Regions from separate parts of the Gossypium hirsutum genome. Here region 2 is linked to region 1. Evidence: chromatin contacts called from public Hi-C data. All regions are on one chromosome and are shown on one strand. Each heading gives the region's core, a stretch centred on a gene start, on an enhancer-like site or on the middle of the called end of the contact. The rest is flanking DNA. Distances are from core to core; before and after follow the strand shown.

Region 1 (4,819 bases), core at 1,932-4,431:
CAACTTTTCTAATAAAAATATTTAATTAATTTAATAATTAAAATGATAATTATCAAAATGATTCACCAATCATACTTTTACACATTTTAGTCCTTAACCATTACATTTTCTATAATTATCTTGTTTGAGTAATTACCATTTAATCATCCAACTTTATAATACCATTCATGAATCATACTTTATTTTCGTAAATTTTCACTTCAAGTCCTTCCTCTTTTTTCCTTCAATTCAATGCAATCATTTTAAATTTCTTACTTTTGCTCCAATACTTTTTATTTTCTTACAATTAAGTCAATACCCCGAATTTATTTCTCTTATTTCAAGAGCATTTTTTTAATTTTCCATCGGCTCAAAATTTCTTATTTTATTTATTTCTAAAATTCTTAAGTATACATAACCTAACTTGGTACTATTCCTAAATCAACAGTTAAGATTTAAATAAAAAAAGAAAATAATTTTGTTGGGTGAGCAGACGATGTGGCTGTCTCACATTCATGATATTGGCTTAAAAACTCATATTATCTATATTATTATTTAAACTTCTAAGTGTCACTCTCATTCATATCACCATCTCAATTAGAAAAATTATGAAAATGTTCTTTCACAATTAAGATAAATTATATTATTTAATAGTATTTTAATTTTTTTTTAAAAAACCAATAAAAATATGAATACGACTGAATTTAAATTCGAATCAATTGCATTAATAAAACATTTAATCTACTACTGAACTAAAATTTTATTTTGATATTTATATACATTTTAATTTTATTATTAAACTTTATTACTTTCATCAATAATTAACAATATAATCTAATTTTTTATACAAATTAATTTGACACTAACTCAAAATTGATAATAATACAATAATAAATAATTTAATCTATTTTTTTAAATTTTAATTTCATATATATTTAATATGTTATTCTTAATTAATTTTGAAATATTTTTTATTATTTATTATTTATTATTTATTATATTATTTTTATACATATTTATGTTGATAGGATTTCTAGCTATTTAAACGCATGATGGAATTAAATCTATATGACGAACACAGGGTAGCAAAAACTATGAAACTCTCCTCATCGCATTTCAAATGGTCCCCAATTCACCGCTTCAACCCCCATCAATGTATCAAACTCTGCAACTTTTGCAGATAAAAAGGGTCTACCATATATTCTTGTTTGTATAAAGGCATTGGCTATGCATACCCTTACATATGTCTCCTTATTTCACATGGTGCAACAAAATAAATTAAATGTTTTATAGTTAATATTATTTACGAGAAAAATTACAAAAATGTATGACAAGTCGCAAATGTAAATCTATGCTTATAAAATTGTTATTTATAAACTATATAGCCGTAAATGATTCAGATAAATTAGCATTATTTTCAATAAAAATATTATGGTTTCTGCATTAAGAATTATATTCTATTTTAATTATTATATTACAAAATAAATAAAAAATAAATTAATTTTTTATTAAAAATTTAACTATTTTTATTATTAAAAATTAATCTCTATACATTACTAAAAGATATATGAGTGTTATTTTATTATTTTATCAGACACCCTAATCTTTTAAGTGTACAACATTTTAAAGAAAAAACAGCTAATTTTTTTTTTAATATAACGTATAGATATTAATTTAGTAAATTATCATCCTAAACGAGACAGCTATTCGGACGTTGAGTTCTGAAAAGGTTCCGTGCTCCTCAGTTACATGCTTTCATCATCGTCGTTATCATCAATAATATCATGGAGATCGAGCGAGTACACCACATCTTCCCTACTCCATCCCGCACGTAATAACACGACAGATAAAACCCTCACGTGCCACGCCGCATCCTCACCGTCCATCATCAATTGCGTCCGGCTCATTTCCTTGTTCTCGTTATGATCAGAGCCGTCAATCATCATCATCATCTCCCTCACCTCCTCCTCCTTCCACCCTCCCTCCCTTAATCGCCAAAACACTTCCTCCATACATGCCCCTATCCTCGACTCTCCCTCCCTCTCCACCTCATCCCTATTCCACCACCCTCCCGTGACCCCACGCGCCACTGTTCTCCTCCCTCTCTCCTCCACTTCCGTCCAAAACTCAATCCTCCGTGGCGCCGTAGCCGCCCAAGCTGGAACGTTGACATTAACGCTATTGGCTTTCTTCCTCATGAAAGGCTTAGAAACCCCACTCCTCGTCAAGAGTTCAAGTTCTTGAAAAAACCTAGTTATATCAAAGCTTAAGATTCTAATTTCCTCCGTATCAACGTAAAAAACAGGGTTCCCCGACAAGTTTGGCGTCGAAGGGATATAGCAGTTTCTATATACAGGAACAAGAAGGGGGGCATTTCGTAACAAGTCCTTAACCACAGCTAAAGCATCATTGGTGTTTGATGGTTTAGACCCCCAAGAATCCGACCAAAAGTTGTGGAACCTAATGTTCCTGGAGAGAGACAAGGAAGGAAGGTTAAGGAGAATGTTAAGTTGCTGAGGAGAAGAGGATCGCCAGTTGGGGAATGAAGGATGGACGGGGAGGCCTTCTTGGAGGATAGAACGAAGGTCAGGAGGGAAAGTGAAGTGGAAAGTTGATTCAATAGAGGAGAATTCTTGGTCGGTTAAGCCTAAAAAGACTGGAATGTGGAGGGATTTAAGATGGTCAATTATGGTTTTGGAATATGCAGCAAAAGAGAAACAAAGAAGCTTTGATCTTGTTGGTCCTTTGGGTGCTTTCAATAAAGGGTTTGGAGGATGGGTTTGGGTAGTTGTTGCTGTTGCAGCCATTTAAAACTAAGCTGAAGAAACTGAGAGGATCTTTTGTTCTTTCGGTGGAGGCTTTAAAGAAGAATGGCGATGAAGTTTGACTTGAGATCGGGAGAGGAAATGTTAACGTCTGTGTCTCAATCTCAAATGGTGGCACTGGCAACTGGCAAAGGATGGGTTTACTTAAAGTGAACAAATGGGAGAGTCTAAATGGAGCAGATGAATTGGGAATTCAGGTGGAAGCCTCGTCGACATAACCATGTTCTTTTCTAATTGGATAATATATAATTTTTCGTAGAATTTGTCTATGTTTAGTTAGTTTTTTAAATTTTGTTTTCAACTTAGTTGTATGGTAAACTTGTAAATTATTAATTAAATTAGTAACTCTACTTTGTGTTAACAATATGTCAGGTGATAGTTTCTTAGAACTCTATATAAAAAATAAATATAAATATAAATTTTAATTTTAATTTTAATTTTAATTTATATAAATATGTTTATGTTTGCCACGTGATATTTTAAGAGATTACCACATGTCATTACTAGATTGGCGAGTGGTACCACATCAACACAAGTTAACATTGTTAACGCAAAAAAAAAATTAGATGAAATTGAAATGTCACATCATTTTTATTATTTTTCAATAGTTTAATACCAAATTAGTTATTTTCTCTTGAATTTTAACATTTTCGATTGGATTTTGATTCTTTTAAGAGGAAAATACTAAAATTTAAGAGAAAAAAACTGATGTGATATTAAACTATTAGAAAGGAATACATATGACATATCAATTTCATATAATCCCTTTTTGTTAATGTAAATATATCAACTTAATTGATAAAATATAAGTTAAAAAAACCAAATAAATCTAAAACAAAAATTAAGATCCAACAAAGCACAAATAGATAAATTCAAAGATTAAATTATATATTACCTCTTTGGCAACTGTTGTTTTTCTTTTTTTTCAAAATGGAAGGCAGATGAAAAAATAATTAATAAGACAACAAGGATTAATTTCTTAATGAAAACAATGTTTAGTAATATGAAGTAGAACTTATAAAATCTATGATGGATAAGAATAAAATTGCTAAAGAAAAATGATGTATTTGTGTATAAAATCAAGATATTGTAAGAATATGCTTAACAATGAAGTGAAAAACCAGTTTTTATTATGACAGCTACTTAAAGATATAATATGTGAACAATTTATATAGTAAAGAAATCAAATAAGTTGACAATGATTCCCATGTGTCACACAATTTTCTTCTTCCTTACCTAAAACAGTTTAATTGTCTCCTAACGTATTGATTTTACTTCAATAATAATTTTAGGATACTTTTTAAGATTAATTAAATTAAAATTTTAAATCAAGGTATTATATTATTTAATTTCAGTACATTAAAAACTATAATTACTTAAAAGAGAATGGAGAAATTTATGATAGTTAAAAATTATTAGTTTTGCAAGTTTTTATAATTATACATACAATTAATATTTTTAGAAATTGTAAAAGTACTCATCATTACAGATGAAGAAATTTTCGAAATAATTACAAGTAACCACGTGCCACTAACAAGTTGTCATGTCTAGGGGCAAGTCTTTGATTGAAATGAGTCAAATCAAAAGAGAAAATTGAGCTAGTCGAATTGATGAGTCTTATTCATCATTTTAACTTGATTTGAATTTCTTTTCATATCGAATAGAGTGAAAGGAAAATCAAGCTGAGTCAAATAATTTTTTTCGAGTTAAATTAAAAAAATTAAACCGATCATATTAAAATTTTGTTGATAATATGACTAAAGTCCGAGTTAAAGAACAAATGTATCACATATATATTATTTACGAAAATTCTTTTAGACTAAAATAATAGAAAAAACAAGATAATTATATGATAATTTTGATGTGATAATTTACTTGTTTAAGGCTTCAAATTTATTATCATGGAATTCTTTAAAATATAATTTAGCATTTTATATATTTTTAATATTTTTAATATTTTAAATTTATTTTTTTATAAAATTTTGGAAAATATATTTTATAAATAATTTGAATTT
Region 2 (4,746 bases), core at 1,733-4,232, 330 kb before region 1:
TATCTTATATATCTTAAGCTTTATACATATACATGTAATTATATATATACAGGCACATGCAAAAGCATACACACAGACATATTGTACTTAACTTCAATTGGACGAGCTTTCTTTTTGCACCTTGTGTTTAAGGCAATATAAAAGTTATTGCACCTAGTGATGTCTGATCAAAAGGGATCTACATGAAATATAGATCGGATGCAGAAATACATTATCCAAAACATTGTTCAATTAAATCAATAGAACTACTTTTACCTGTTAGGTTCAATGGTGTCAAGGTTTGATAAGTTGGTGACATTGAGCGTTTCTTTGTTCTGCTCAATAACTCGGTTGCTTGATTTATAGTTGTGAATGCTTGTGTTGCAAGTCATTCAATGTTCTGTTTCGATGTTGTCCACATTTGGAGCCAGTTGCAGTCTACGATTTATGGTTCCCACATTGAGGAGAATAAGCTTGTTAAATTTTTAACCACTAACGCTGCAAAAGATCTGAGGTCATATACAGTAAAATTCCGTAAAGATTACGCTTCTCTTGTGCATGCTGATACTAAAATCCCATTCCATTTTGCTAAGAGGATCAACATTTTGCTGAAATCAAAAGCCTTAAAACAAGACCAACACAGCATCCAAAATTGTAGGTATGTGGCCACTAATCCCCTACAGTTTCATTGAATGTGACTTGCGACCATGATTATTTAATTTGATTGGTAGTTCTCCCTGGACTATAGATCCTTTGTTCCCCCATTCAGTCATTTCTTTGGCATTGTCTGTCCTTATCCAACATCTATATCCAATTTAATGGAGTTGCAGTAAATATTTCTTCTGTTCACAAGATGGTCCTTGCTAGCTCTATAATGGCAACCGTATCATGATAACATCGACCGTAGCAAGACTCTTCCAGATAAATCCTTCACTCCTGGGACCTTAAATGTGGTGAAGGTTCTTAACCATGAACCTGCTTTTATGCATTTATTAGGACCAAATGAATCAAATACTGCCCTAACACTACCAAGTGAAAAAACAATATATCAAAAGAGGCGCTGAGGGGACCATTAGCATGACAATTCAAAGCAAATATTTCAAACACCGTTGAATTTCCTTCCATTAAATTTTTTTTGTTGTTTTCCATCATCATGATTGAAGAACTTACCGGTTTAACCAACTATTTGTTTTGAAAGCCAATAAGATTCTTGTATGCCTGAAAAATATTCAATTAATAATTTTTTTTATTGGGCATAAAATAGATATTAACTGGGGCCAATCTCGGAATCCCACTTCTCGCTTCACAATTATATGCATACAAAGGATAGACTGTAGAGCTATTATTATACAAAGGGGAGGTCGGTATGTACGTAAAGTATGACATTTGAAATGGATGTGGAACTTCGAATAGGACTTCAGATGCCAGCGATGCACTCCGGTGGGCTAACTGGGTATCTGGATTTGTCGGTGCAGTAATCGTAGATGATGTGGTTTATACGAACCCACCTATACCTTCTAGCTTCCATGACATTAAGGGCTTGATAAGTAGTTCCCTCCCACCAGTTCCCTGTGTTTGAGGCACAGCTTGCTGGGCCTGGCACTGGGCATCCTTCGATGTCGAAGTCCTTGTAGGAAGCTAAGAAAGGAGCTTTGCTCCAATCAATTTTCTCCAGGCCTCCCCTTGTCGCCCAATCATCAGCTTCCCACAGTGTTGAATAGACTCCCATTGGCTGAAACTTAGGGAATGGTATATTTCTAGCTTCATTGTTCTTGTAAACTCGGATTGGCACATCATCAACATAGAAGCTGTAATTCCACCGACAAAAAAAACCCATTAAAAATAAGCATGGCTCAATTTAACTCAATCATTAGATACAGTCCATCGTCCCATTATATGTTAAACTTTACTGATTTGATAGACTGATAGTCTCTCTCTCTCTTTCTGTCATTTTACTACAATACAAGTGTCGGCTCTGTTTGTGATATCTAGAGCTATTGAACTTACACAATATGATGATGATTCCACATAATAGTGTAAGTATGGAAATCTGCAGAAGGATCAAACCAAAGGTTAACCCTTTGTTCCCTATCTCCTTTTCCATGAGCATAGATATTGGTTTGGACAGTATAAGGCTGGCCGCTACGATTTCCCAAGAACTCGAAGTCTAGCTCATCTCTTACCGTATCTGTATCAGAGTTCATCTGCACGCAATCCGAATTACAATGGAACCCAACTTATTAATAAGCTGAAAAAAATTAAGTTATTATTTACGGGCTTTTAGTTTTTGATGAAAATGGACAAGTTTTGAAAGATTATGTAGCATATACATAAAAAGCGGTGACTGTTCCGGCGGAGTCACCAGGTATAAGCTTGATCTTCATGCTGACACGTCCGAACAAATACTTCCTTTTGGAAGCAAATCCACAGCCTTGGAAACAAAAAAACGTAAAACAAATATCATTATGATAATCCAATTAATTTAAGGTTTCTAAAAATAGTTCTACTTAAACAATAAGTGACCCCACGAAATGATTTAACCTGAATTTTGGTCTAGAACAAGTTGGATGGCCTTCCCTCCATCAATTTGCCTAATATGGGAATCAGACCAAGTAATCTGAAAATCATCAAGAAAAGTAGCTGGTTTACCCCAAACACAAAAGGAAATTGCAAGAACACAAGAGAAAAGCAAAACAAAAGCATTCGTTAATGCCATTGTCATCTTTTCTTTAAATAAGGAAAGAAAGATGAGAGAATTTTGATTATTGAGTTTGGTTTAGTGATGAAATGGGAGTTCTAGTGTTTATATAGGTAGGAGGTTAAGGCTAGAGACAAGGTATTGCAATATTACGTATTAAATCTTGAAGGTATTGCAATAAACGTGAAGTATAATAGTGGACAATAATTTAAATCCCCTAAAAATCGATGTAGACGGCTGGTATTCAAATATGGAAGGAGTATTGGCATCAGCAGCTTAGCTTTCCATCCAGCTAATGGCAAGCCGTCGTCAGGCCCTACTACACCATTGTTTTTATTTCGCCTTTCGGGAACCTAATTCTAATGATCATTTTTTTTTCTTTCTTCCCTTTACCATCGCATTTTTAGTTTACTATTATAGTCATTACCGCTAATTGTATTGTCATATGAAAACATAAATCATCAAAATGACAATATACTTACATTTATATTCTTTTTCATTTTTTCATTAATTTAAATTTTAATTAAAAAATAAAAAATATAATTATTATAGAAGGTTTTGTTTAACCAATTTGTATTAGATAAATGAGAAGAGTGTAATGCTTTTTTAAAGAATTTTAAATATTAATTTTGTGAATAAAAAATAATACTGAAAAAGCTTATATCTCATTTAAGTGTTGAATTAAACTCGTCTTTAAATTTAATCAGAATCCAACTATTAAAAAAAAAAGAATGGTCAACTTGGTTTAGACTTAAAAGTTATAGCCAATTTCATCCAATCATCCTTATCTAAAAGTATCTGTGGACAGCCGAGAGATGGTGATTGATGTGGATCCCTCCGGTTGGGCGGATTCCTCCTGTTCATGCCCCACCACCACTTTTTAGAGGGTCTCATCTTACATACTGTGCAGAGATGAAAGATTATATTATATTGTATGTATTTTTTACAATAATCATGTGAACATAAAAAAAAAAAAACCAACAACAGCAAAAATAATTAAACATGTTAGAATCTTAAATACGAATGAAATATAATATTTATTGTGTTTAATGATCTTATTATATTTTTGCAATGATAAGTTTGAAAATTTAAAAATTTAAAAATCTAAAATTTAAGTCTCACTTATATAAATTAATTAATTTAGTATTTATAAATGTTGTAACGTGTCATATTTTCAGTTTTGCAAATGCAACAAGATTATGATATGTGAAATGAAATAAAAACTCCAAAACGTGGCAAATTGAATACTAGGAACACTAGATTGATCTGGAATTGTGATTAAATGTAGTGAGATGGTGGCATAGGTTATATGTTTATGAACAGAAAAAGAATAAAGTTAGTGTACATGGAATTGAGGGACCAAATTAAGCTTTTAAGAATAAATGAAGAAAAGAATTATAGTGAGGAAACTGAAAACTAAGAGACAAAAGATATTCTTTCACTCAGTATGATAATTGAAAAAGAAGAATCCTGGGATTCACCAAACATTGGGAGCCACGTGTATCAGCTCAGCTAAACATATTTGTGTTACTTGATTTTGCAAGAACGCGTGGATGACTTTAATTGGATGAAGGTCCCACGAATGGTGACTGTGGCTAGTAAATAGTGGGGACTTCTTTTGACGTGCAGGCTCAAATATAGCCGAACCTTCACGTGTTAAAACAAGATTGGTCCTTTTGTTATCCATAGGCACCTTCGAATTTGGATAATAAAATAAATATTAAAATATATATAAATATCGTAGTTAAAATTAATAAGTTGTAGGGAAATTTTTTATTAATAGAGAGAAAAAGAAATGAAACTTATATCAATTAAGTGTTAGGTAATAAATTTAACTATTGCTCTAAATAAATCTTAACTCGTATTTATGGTTTTTTTTTTTAATAATGAAACAACTTCCTTATCCATAGATAAGAAAATAGGACAAAATTAAGTTACTACTATATTTTATTTTATTAATTGTAATGTATAAGATGTGGTAGAGATATTTTGGGCAAATATGATCCCAAGTTTTCTATAGGAACATATGAAAAATGGCTTTTTAACCATATATATTAGGTTGAGAAATT

What was found. A called contact is a pair of places that touch in the nucleus more often than the background predicts.
Region 2: a contact with region 1 is called in a Hi-C map of leaf, with 1.9 times the contacts expected there. The contact joins the promoter of LOC107899019 here to the promoter of LOC107902069 in region 1. A contact is called at or near these places in 3 of 34 Hi-C or Micro-C datasets (leaf and petal).

What each region holds. Positions count from the first base shown.
Region 1 is chrA11:59,751,621-59,756,439 of Gossypium_hirsutum_v2.1, reverse strand. LOC107902069 reads right to left here and starts at 3,181. Exons shown (of 1, transcript XM_016828337.2): 1 at 1,481-3,181. The coding sequence starts at 2,786. The coding sequence ends at 1,725.
Region 2 is chrA11:60,080,061-60,084,806 of Gossypium_hirsutum_v2.1, reverse strand. It overlaps LOC107899019 (probable xyloglucan endotransglucosylase/hydrolase protein 6), which reads right to left and starts at 2,982. Exons shown (of 4, transcript XM_016824616.2): 1 at 2,521-2,982; 2 at 2,310-2,410; 3 at 1,987-2,183; 4 at 1,208-1,787. The coding sequence starts at 2,701. The coding sequence ends at 1,397.